Regions from separate parts of the Dromaius novaehollandiae genome. Here region 1 is linked to region 2. A link is a contact called in public Hi-C data. All regions are on one chromosome and are shown on one strand. The core of a region is the stretch at or near the end of the contact, and the rest is flanking DNA. Distances in the headings are between cores, read along the strand shown.

What was found. Hi-C and Micro-C count contacts between places; a contact is called where the count stands out from the background.
Region 1: a Hi-C map of liver shows a contact between it and region 2, with 9 times the contacts expected there. The contact joins the promoter of LOC112997072 here to the enhancer-like site in region 2. A contact is called at or near these places in 3 of 4 Hi-C or Micro-C datasets (brain, liver and ovary).

What each region holds. Positions count from the first base shown.
Region 1 is chr4:47,833,936-47,839,538 of bDroNov1.hap1, forward strand. It overlaps LOC112997072, which reads left to right and starts at 4,105. Exons shown (of 4, transcript XM_064511748.1): 1 at 4,105-4,144; 2 at 5,213-5,436. The coding sequence starts at 4,105.
Region 2 is chr4:47,753,594-47,758,822 of bDroNov1.hap1, forward strand. The region is part of intron 2 of GALNT7 (polypeptide N-acetylgalactosaminyltransferase 7); the gene reads left to right. Among named protein-coding and RNA genes, the nearest start is that of HMGB2, 43 kb to the right of the region's middle. Within about 2 kb of position 2,053, at least 2 of the 2 cell types and tissues checked have open chromatin away from gene starts, as enhancers often do.

The DNA.
Region 1 (5,603 bases), core at 2,855-5,354, 82 kb after region 2:
TACAGCTGTCTGAGAAAGGCCTCACGTTTGCTGGTCCTGGTCCTCATGGAAGACTTTAACCACACCAATACCTGCTGGAGGGACAACACAACAGGGCACAAACAATCTAGGAGGTTTCTGGGGTGCATTGAGAACAACTTCTGACACAGGTGGTCAAAGAGCTGATGAGGAAAGATGGTCTGCTTGACCTGATACTTACAAATAAGAAAGAACTAGTTGTGAAGGTTGGGGGCAGCCTCAGCTGCAGTGACCATGAGATGGAGGAGTTCAGGATCCTGAGAGAAAGGAACAAAGCAAACAGCAGGATCACAGCCCTGGACTTCAGATGAGCAGACTTAGGCCTGTTCAGGGACCTGCTTGGCAGTCTTGGAGAAAAGAGAGGTCCAGGAGAGCTGGTGTTGGTGTGGTGTGTGTGTGTGTGTCTTTTTCTTTTTCTCTCTCCTATCTCTCCTCTTCCTCCCCCCCCCCCCCCCCCCCCCCCCCATGGATCACTTCCTCCAAGCTCAAGAATGATTCATCCTGATGTCCTGATGAGCGGGAAATTGAGCAAAGGTGGCAGGAGGCCTGCATGGATGAACAAGGAGCTCTTGACTAAACTCAAAAATAGAAAGGAAGCATACAGGAGGTGGAAGCAGGGATAGATGACTTGACCTGGGAGGAATATAGAGACACTGTCGAAGCATGCAGTGATGATACTAGGAAAGCCAAAGTCCCCTGGAGTTGAATCTGGCAAGCGATGTGAAGGGCTACAAGAAAGGTTTCTACAGATATATCAGCAGCTAAAGGAAGATTAGGGAAAGTGCAGACCTGCTGCTGGATGGGGCAAGGGGCCCTGGTGACTTTTTTCCAGTTTCTGCCACCTGATTCTGATGGTGGCAGTGCTCTTTGGAGAAATGCAAGGTGGCATTTACAGCAATTTAGCTGGTTGGATTTCTTTTTAGGAGTTCAGTGTTTGTCTGCTGACAGCAGCATTCCACAGATCAAATCACAGTGGCTTTCTTCCTCGTGCTTTACCTGCCAGAAATAGTTTTTGTCATATAAAAACTGAAAGGACTTTTGGAATCAAGTGTCACCAGAGCATCTTCATTTGTTGGTAGATAATGAGGTTATTTCAGATATGTATTGAGAAGGAAGGGATTTATTTTTCTACTAACATAGACTAACAGTTCTTGCATCCTGTTTTCCCAAAATTGTCCATCCAGATTCTGTCATCAAAGGAACTGTCACCTTCAGCATCTATTACACAGCCCTTTGATAACTTCAGGTTAATTTAAAAATAAATCTATAAAGGTTTTGTATCTGTAAGAAACTGTAGCTCTTATGCAGAGCTGCTGCTGTAGTGGTCTATACCAGATCTTTATAAACACTACCATTGCTGAAAGCAGATGGCACCAGCTTTGGGAACAAGAGGAGATAGCTAGCAAATCCACTAGTGTTAATGGAGCTATGAGGTTGTTCATAGTTGTGTGCTTACAATGTCTCAAATCTTGTGAAATACAGACTTTGGAGGCTTGTTAGCTGCACTTGTTTATCTACCCCACTGAAACCCCACGCAGTGCATAATTTAGACGTTTCACCCAAACACTACTGCCACCAGCAGATGCAGTGTTCTGCAGGTGGGGAAGAGAGAAGTAACATACAGAAGCCCTCTGAGATATCCCTAAAGAAAGATCTATGCCTCTAAGGGTGGGCATGGCTCCAATCAGAGGATGGCAATGGGGAGAGGAAGAACTTCACAGTCCCACTGGAGCCATGTGAAGAAAAATAATGTGCTTCCCTGCCAGAAGTGTTGTCTTAAGTATGCTGAATGCCCTATGCCAGATATTGACTGGATTTCTCTACTACACTGAATAAAGAGGAATTTTAGTAAAATCACTTTTGAATCCAAAATCTTATTTAAAGTCAAAATATCAGTGTCTTACCTCTATATGATATAGACTGCAGTCATACAACTGACACATTAAGAAAGATTGCTTCCTAGACTTTCAGGTAGCAAAACTGCAAATCATAGCTGAAAATTTTCACTTTTGGTTTCCTTTGGACAGGTTTCCTTGGTTTCCTTTTAACTTTGCATTTATATTAAATAGGTCAAGTCTTATATTATAGCTCTGATTTCAAAGATTTACTAAAGATAAAGCAATATAAATCTTCAACCTCTTCCTGTGCCATTTTCCTAGGTTCAATGTGATGACTTCATCCAAGGAATAGGAAATCCAAGGAAAATGTTTTAACTGAATCTAAAAACTTCATGTCCAGAATATCCAGAGCTAATTTATCACTTTATAGTCTTTGTACAGAGCAAGACCTAACAGTTGAATGCTGGGTAAATATTTTGCAACTCTTTGATTTTGACCTAGCAAAGAATTCAATATGTTCTGACAACATGCAGACAAAAAGTACAATTTTTGCACAGGGCAAAAATTATGAAGCAATTTACTGTTGTCCTCAGAAGCATTGTCACTCATTAAGCTTAAGGTATGTCCAACATGAAAAATGCCTGTCATGCTCAGGTCAAATTATTTTTGCATGTTTATGTGAATGTTTATGTGAAATCTAATGCTTTTAATGTATTGTCCTATGACTGTCACCACCAAACTAATCAGGATGCATCTTTCTTCTCCTTATAACCATATTTGCAAGTTAATCAGCTCTACAGGCAGAAACTGTAGAAACATTTCCATCCAGGCTTTCGTCTATATGTTGCAGCAAGAGAGTTTAACCGTCTGTATGACATACCTCTGGAGCAGAATTCCCACTAAATGATTAATATTTTGTGGGCTTGGTTTATGGTTTTTTTTTGTAGTTCAGAAACAATTGCAGACCAAACTTTCTCTCTGGAAGGGTGACAGCAGAATTCTAGCAGATGTGTGAGCATTTTTCACATTTTGGGGGGTGCTCTTTAAGGAAAGAGCTGGTTAACCAGTTCAAAAGGTTAACCAGCTCCCTATTTCCTACATATTTTTCTCTGTTCTGTTATCCTGTAATGGAATTGTCTCCCTGGGATTCACAGCTGAGGTGATAACTGCGGTAATTACTATTAACTCGTCTTGCCAGTACTGTTCTTAGCTGTTGAACGGCTGTGTTGATTCTGAGTCAATTTGACGAGCTTTCTTTTGTCAATACTAGTACATTAACATACACAGTTCAGGGACCCTTTTTACACCCTGAAATGTGTTAGCTGTCTGAGCCCAGTCACTAAAACCAATTGTACAGCTTAAAAAAAATCTGTGCATGAAAATAACTGGCATGCAAAGCAGTAAGTTGACTTGTGGATGGAATATTGACCATTTACAAATTCATCATGATGAGTTCGTGCTTGAAAACTGTTTGCATTAAATATCTTTGGTTTGTTTTTTCACCAACTGAATAAACATGGGAAGGCTTGCTTAAATCCTAGTCCTCATTCTGGCTGACTTTTGAGGGCTTTTAGCTATCCAGTAGGAACGTAATTCATTGTTAATCATATATGATAAAGCTGGATTTGCTGAAAAGCATGAAGAGTCTGTTTGGAATACTCCTGCAGTGTTTATTGTAATGTCATTTTCTTTGCCTTCTCCATTGTACATCTTACGTAATTAATGACTTGGTAAGCTCTCCTTTTTGGATGAGGATTCATTTCTGCTCTGGTATTACTTAATATCTGTGCCCAATGTGGCTTATTTTAATGCTAACAAACTGAAATGTAGCTGATTTCCTCCCTCTTCTTAGATATGTATTTCACTGTTCTGTTTCTATCACTGTCTTATCACATGTAAAGCTCAAACTGTTAAAAAGTAAAAAAGCATTAAAACAGTTTGTTGTAGAAGTATGGCTGCTGTTGGCAGTGTGCAATGCCAGCATACTGAAGGTGGATTCTGAAGTGGAATAAATTAGCTTTGCAATGACCACAATTAATCCCTGACCAGTCACATTTAATCGCCAGGTAGACAATGATATAAAAGTCACTGTGATAGCTATCACGTATTGCTTCAGGCATTGATTCTCCCAGTTTGTGCCTCGAAGGAGGCACGTGTCACTCATAGGTTGTTTTGGCACTGGCTGACTGGCAGCTGGGAGTCCCTTTAAGCTTCACACCCTGAGGCTTAGTCCCACTCTGGGTGGCTAATGGAGGAAGGTGATGAAGTTTTCCAGTCCCAGCTTCCTGGTAAATCTACCCTTGGTCTATTATCATCATTAAAATTAAGTAGTGTAGGGGGGAGAGGGAGGTAGGAATGGTGAGGAGCATCTTCCCCTGAGGACTTTAAGAAAAGAGATTTTTAACACAAAGCTTTCCACCCAGACGGACAAACCTTCACACGAAATGCAGTGTTGCCACTGCCTGCGTTTTGTCTGGAGCTCTGGGGGGTGCCCAATAGACGGGGTCCCCAGGGCGCGCGTTCAGAGGAGGCTTCGCCCGGTCCCGAAGGGAGCGGGGCAGAGGGCTGTCCGTACACGGGCATTACTGACCTTTCATTGAACCAGTGCTTTGGGTGCCTGGGAGATTTCAATGCTGAAAACTGAAGCACCTCTAGGGCTAGGCTTCAGAGAAGTAAAGTTTTGGATCAGGGTTTTAGGCTAAAGTAATTTAGCCCTTTTGCAAATCTGGCCAGTTATTACTTAATTTACTCAAATTTACAACTTATGTTCCAGTGATATAATGGTGGCACAAAAGCACTGACTTCTTAAGCAGCAGACTGCCATACACCTTATAATGTATATTACCACATGAACATTAGCTCCTTTGGAAAGTAGGTTTGATTCTGAGTTAAAGAAAATGAGAAGTTGTATCAAGATTTTATAGAATGTAAAGTCTTTTTTTAAAAAATAATTCTTCACCCTAGTAGGAAAAACCTGTGTCATTGTTACAGGAGTTTTCCTGTAACTTTGAAAGTATCAGCACTTACATAATACGCAAGAATCTTGTCACTTGCTCATGTGAGCAGCTCTCTGAGAAAAGTTCTTGCTTGAATGTGAAATGTTTTGTAGGAATATGCCTTTGGCCTTTTATCGGGCAGATCTGATCCTCAGTTCCTTGTGTTGTGTGGTCAGGTTCAATCCTGCAACCTATGTGTGGAAGTAAGAAGAGGAGGATTTGACTTTTGGTGAGACAGGCTGTTGTAGAGCAGCTAAGAGGGAGATTTAGCTAATAAGGAGTTCTTAAAAATGATTTTAACATTTTAGATTTTAACTTAGTCAAAAATAAAACAATAACCTAAATCATGGTTTGCTTTAGGTACGAGTGGCCAATGGGAGACAACACATCAGCTACAGAAGAAATCAGTCTCCCAGCGTGGCCTGCACTCTGGACTGTGCCCTAGGAGTGTCAGTCGGAGGGGAGAGAGGCGGCACCGTGAGAAACACGTTCCCTGGAAGCTCCACCTTGGGACTGTATCGGAAGGCAGTGAAGTCTGCCTAACTAATCCAGACTTTGAACAATTTCAACTGCAGAATGCAGTGGTAAGTGTTAAAGCACAGAACTGGCTTTCCTTAGTGGTGTTTCTTGAACAGATTGGTCGGTCTGTCTGTCTTTCCAAAATGAATTCTCCTTTAATAATTACTCCTATTAGTAAAGGCTTGGCTTATGCACAACCCTTCTAGCTGATCAGGTGGGTGGGGTATGTCTG
Region 2 (5,229 bases), core at 803-3,302:
TCTGTATGAATTATGTATTTGATACTGCTATATGAAATACCAACAGTAATTACTGAAAGCTTATCTGTGTCCTTGGAAATAGAGCATTAGGGACTTGGTTTCATTTCACATGGTTCCTTGAGAAAAATCTTTTATTCAAGTGTTACAGTACACTGTAACAGTTCCCTAACTAACAAAACTAATTTTTGTAGTATGCACATAAATCTTTGTGTGCTTTACTGGGGCCTAGGATTGAGATCAGATGAATTATAGTGGTGAAACTAAATCAAGAAGGCTGGGCTTTTGACTGCAAGTTATCAGCCGCCTTACTGTTGGCAAGATTCCTACAGGAAAAGAGAGTGCTTAAAATGTAATTAGCGATTTATTTGTTAGAGCATCTCCTAGGGGTCAGGAAAGCTTAGAATTCCAGGCATTGTCCTTGGAGGGAAAATAAGCATTTTTGGTTAACTTTTCAGCTCCCAATAGTGAAAACTGTCCTGAAGATAGATCCCATGTGTGTTTAAAGTTGCCTGCTAGCATTTTGAATTTTAAATTTCAACACACAAATAATTCACCCTAAGAGTAGAAAGAAGTTGGCACAGGCACTGGATAAGGTATCTGTAACTGGATTTACTTACCCCTGTGTTTGCAGTCTGAACGGAGAGGACTGAGCTCTAAATAACTCCCTATTCAAAAAAATGTATAGCGCGGCACTTGGAGGTCTCCAGGTGGGGTATATTTGAGTCTTACCTTCAGCCTTGCCTTTGGAGGAGTGGGGAGGAAGCAGAAGTAGGAGGCGTTTCCTGTAGCTGCTTATGTGACCTTCCAGCCACAGTCCTTGTCCATGTGAATTTGGGGGCAAGTGGAGGAAGCAGTCTGTCAAATGCATTGTAATCTGAATGCAAAACCAAAAAATTAGAATAACTTATGCTCTGTCATGTTTCTGTTACCAGAATTTATGTTAAAGCATTTAGATAAACTTACATGGTATAAATTGTAATTCAGTACTGAGCACGGACAGGAACTTCAGGGTTTAATATCTGATGAGCGAGGCATGGTAGAAATATTAGATATTTCCTTGATACTGAACTCGCTGCCCAAAGAGGTTCTTTCTAGCCTTTTGCTTCTTATATTAGGTAAAACCTCTCAGGGGTTGATAAATCCAGTTATGCACATCAAGGATTCTTTTGAGTTGCATGTAGGGAAATGCATCGAGTAGTAACTTCTTAAACAGTGCTTACCTAGTAGCAGAAATGTCAGTAATTGCCATATACGTTGGGTTTTTAGCATCTCATCAGTATTTTCTGACAATTTTTTTTAAAGCTCTGTTAGTGTTAGAGCAGCTCAAAGTGTGAGGAAAAATACAAGCACTACAAAACAATTATAAGCAGGTGGTGCATAATCTCAAACCACAATTAACATGAAATACAACTTAAAATTTAAAATTGTGAACAGTTTTATATTAATGCAGAGGAGAGCTTATCATTTTAATGTCTTAATTACACATTCAGGAAGACTTGAGAATATAAATGCTAGATTGAGACCTTCAGCTTTTCACTGATTCATGGCTCAGCTTGAAGCGGAACTGATTAGTGCTTCTTAGGATTTGTCTCCTGGAGCACTTACAGGAATTCAGTGGCAGTGACAGCAACCTGCTGTCTCAGAGAAATCTGTGCTGCTGCATTTTGGTCTGAGTACGCAAGTGTAGAGCTTTAATATTAGGGACAAAATCCAGAGAGGGACCTGATGCGCCTTTGCTAAATGCAGTGCTAGTTCGGTTTGTGACCGGAGGAGAACGGTCTCGGGGAGGAAGGCTGGTTGTGGCTGCATGCTGTTTCACTGTTCCCTAGCATTTAGGTGCGTGTGTATTAGGGAATTTAGAAATTCAAGATTATACGATAAACACTTCAGCTCAAGATCTCAAATTGCCTTGAGTACAAGTATCTATCTGATTAGGGCTCACTCGTTTAAATGGCTGTCCTGGTGCTGTCACTGCTCCGTTCTTACACTTTTGCTTGATGGCTGGAGTACTCTTCTAGGAGCAGCAGCCTATAGCTTGGGCTTTTTTTAGCCTGAGGAAATTTGAGCCTACGTCTGCCACAGAGGTGATTGCTAACAGGGAGGCTGTGCAGTCGCGCAGTCCTTGGACTATGCACCCACGGCCAGATTTGTGGGGCCAGAAGGAGGTCAGCAGGAGCGAGCCAAAGTCGGGGGCCTCCTGCCTGGGGCGCTTTAGCTGGGCGAGCAGAAACTTCCTTGGGCTAGGAGGGCTCCGATCCAGATCTCCAGCTTCTCGTGCAGAGGCTTATGGGGTGCTGTCCTGCAGCGACCGGTGCACGATTTCAGCTGCGATCCAGGGAAAGGGACCCTGGCATGACACAGTCCCTGGGAGTACCGCGCTCTCGTGGGCTGGAGAGGGAGGAATAATTTATATGCAAACCAATAGTCAGAAGTAGTGTTACTCAGTTTCTCTACTGCATTGCTGCTGTTCCCTTGAGAGGTCTCTTCTCGTTCCAGTGAGGCGTCGATCTGTGTTTTTGCTCAGTAATACAAGTTTTTATCTGTTGACTGGTCTGAAACTATTGATTCATTTCACTTAGGATCTGCTCTCCGGGGGGAGGAGGCTAAAGGAGCTCTGCGACGTTGCTTGGGGAAAGTCCTGCCGCTCCTTCACAGATGCATACGCTTCAGCTTGTTCCTGCCCCGTACCTTAAGTGGTTACAGGGTCGAGAAATGCGTGTCTAGTGGCAACGTCAGCTTAAGCACGCTGCTGTCTTTCCTGCATATCTCTTGCAACATGCTGTCCTCTCAGCTGTACTGATGATAATTCAAAAATACATATATATATTTGTTTCTTGGTTTTTTTTTTTTAAGCTTATTTTCACTAATTTGGTTCACATATCACCACAGTTGTCATCCTGCAGGCTACATCTGAAAAGGTACCATGCTACGGTATGCGGGCAGGAAACGGTGTCTAGAGGATGAAGTTAGAGGTTGAAAAGTCATTAAATCCTCTTTGTTGCAGTCTCCTTTGTACTTTGAAACTTTCGCCCCATTCCAGTTTTATATAGCTGCAGCCTTTGCCTGAATGGTCACTGGACTGACGTATCTACTTGATCCTGTCTTTCAAAATTGAAACATGAGAGGCTGCAAACTGAGGCTTTCTATTTTTCTTTCAGGACTCTAAAATTTATAGGTAAACTAGTAGTGTAAAATTCAGCTTCAAATACAAGGAAAATGCACGCATGGTTACCTGGTATTTATTTTTACCAACCACTGGATGTCACTGCTGCTCCACAGACAGGTTCTTCCCAACTTCTTTTCTGTGGATTTGAAGGCAAAGAGAGAGTGGAGTCTCTTGGTTTTGGCACCCAAATAATTGAATAAAGTTCACATTTCGTGGAAAAATTGCCACAGAGCTTAAAATAGGTGTTAACTGCATGTATTTAGAGCTACTGCTATGTTTAAAACCTCCAATTCTCAATGCAAGCTAAGAGATGAGATTGTATGTACAAGTTATTGTTGTCTGTTACTGCTTATGGGCTTGGTGATGAGTCACTATGCTGACTGTCCAAGAAGTGAAATCAGGTCTCTGGAAAAGGCTAAAATTAGGATCTTACTAGAAGTATAAATGCAGTGTTATTATGTCTTGCAATTGGCACATTTAGCCAGACATGATTTTTCAAGTTTAAAAAGTAAAATGTGCTGACAGGTCTGCAGGAATTAAGTTGGATATGTAGCAAAAAAAACATCTAGACCTCTATTTTTATGTTTTAAACAGTATATAAAATACAGAGCAAAAATGCATTCAGATTGCTTTTAAATTGCAAACAGATGTTTTGTGCTATTCAAGCTTTTGTAATCAGTTGGGTTTTTTTAATTATGTTAAGCTACTTAGTATCTTTTTGTTCTTATGCTGTTAACCATTTTATTCCTAAATATTATTTATCTACAGGAAGAGGAAGAAATAAGCAAGCAAAATGTTTTGGTTGTTTGTAGTGTTTGCTTTGTTTCTTTTGTCTGTTGAAATGAAAAAGTTTTGTCAACTTGAAATGCAATCATTGTCTTTTTAATTGGAGAGCAGAAACGTTTCTTGTCTAAACTTCTGATGATGGAGATCAGCAGCACGCTGCAACCTATGTCAGATACTGCCTTCTGCCATGAGGCAAATGTGCCGTTACTTTCTGCTATCTTTCCATGGGGTCTTTGCCTGGCCTTCAGCTGCCATTCCAGTTTGCCATACAAAACACCTCTTTATCATGCACTCTAATATAACTAAATCACCAAACTTAGCCCACAAGAATATATATGTAAAACAGAACACGGTCCTGTTTTTAATCTCTTACTAAATACACAATGGAAAAAATTTCCTCAAACAACTGACTCGATGCACCTAGATAGCATACCCATTTTATCTCTGCAAAGAGCTGATAAGTTGTCAGCAGCTTAAATGCTTGTGCTGTGAACTGAAGTATTACAATTTGAAATCAGTTGAAATCCTTTGAGAAGGATTTATAAAAGGAATGCATTAGCGGCCTGAATCATGCAGTTTAAAAAGTCAGTCTAGCACTTGTATGTTCACAGTTTATAAATACGATGAGCTGCAGTGAGTTCAGGCATAAAAACAATTGAGATGGAGGATCTTAGAGTCAGTAAATCATGCTTTTAGAGATCATGCCTTTTCAGAGGTTGCTTACATCAAGCATGATTAAGAAAGAAAAGGCCTTAGCATTAGTTAGGTCTTAACATTAGCTTTTTGATTCTGTAATTTTTGTTTCCCACAGAAACAAAATTAATAGTATGTTTCTACCACTTTTAATTTTTTTCCCCAGTAGGTGAAGAATTGATGTTGTTTCCTTATAATAAGTGAAATTCTTCCTTCTTGACCAAAGAAGTGCTGTTTAAATACCAATAGATATCTGTTACATTAATACTTTTTGAAGTTTGACTTTAGTTTCAGAATATTTTTCTTTTCCAACGCAGGAATGATTCTTTGCAGTTAAGCTCTTTGTTGTATAGAGAGGAATATAAATGTGGAAGTTTGAGCATCTGTAAATTTCAGTGTCTGCATTTGTCAAGACCACCACCACAAGACAGGTATATCTGAAAAGACAGATTCTGTCTAGTGGAGACTTTGCTTGCTGGAAGATGAAGGAAAGTGATAAACTCCTTAATCTTTTGCCCATTGAAATTAAAAGCAGTATGTGTCTCTGTTCTGTAGTAGGAATTGTGTTGTTTTATTTGGAAAAG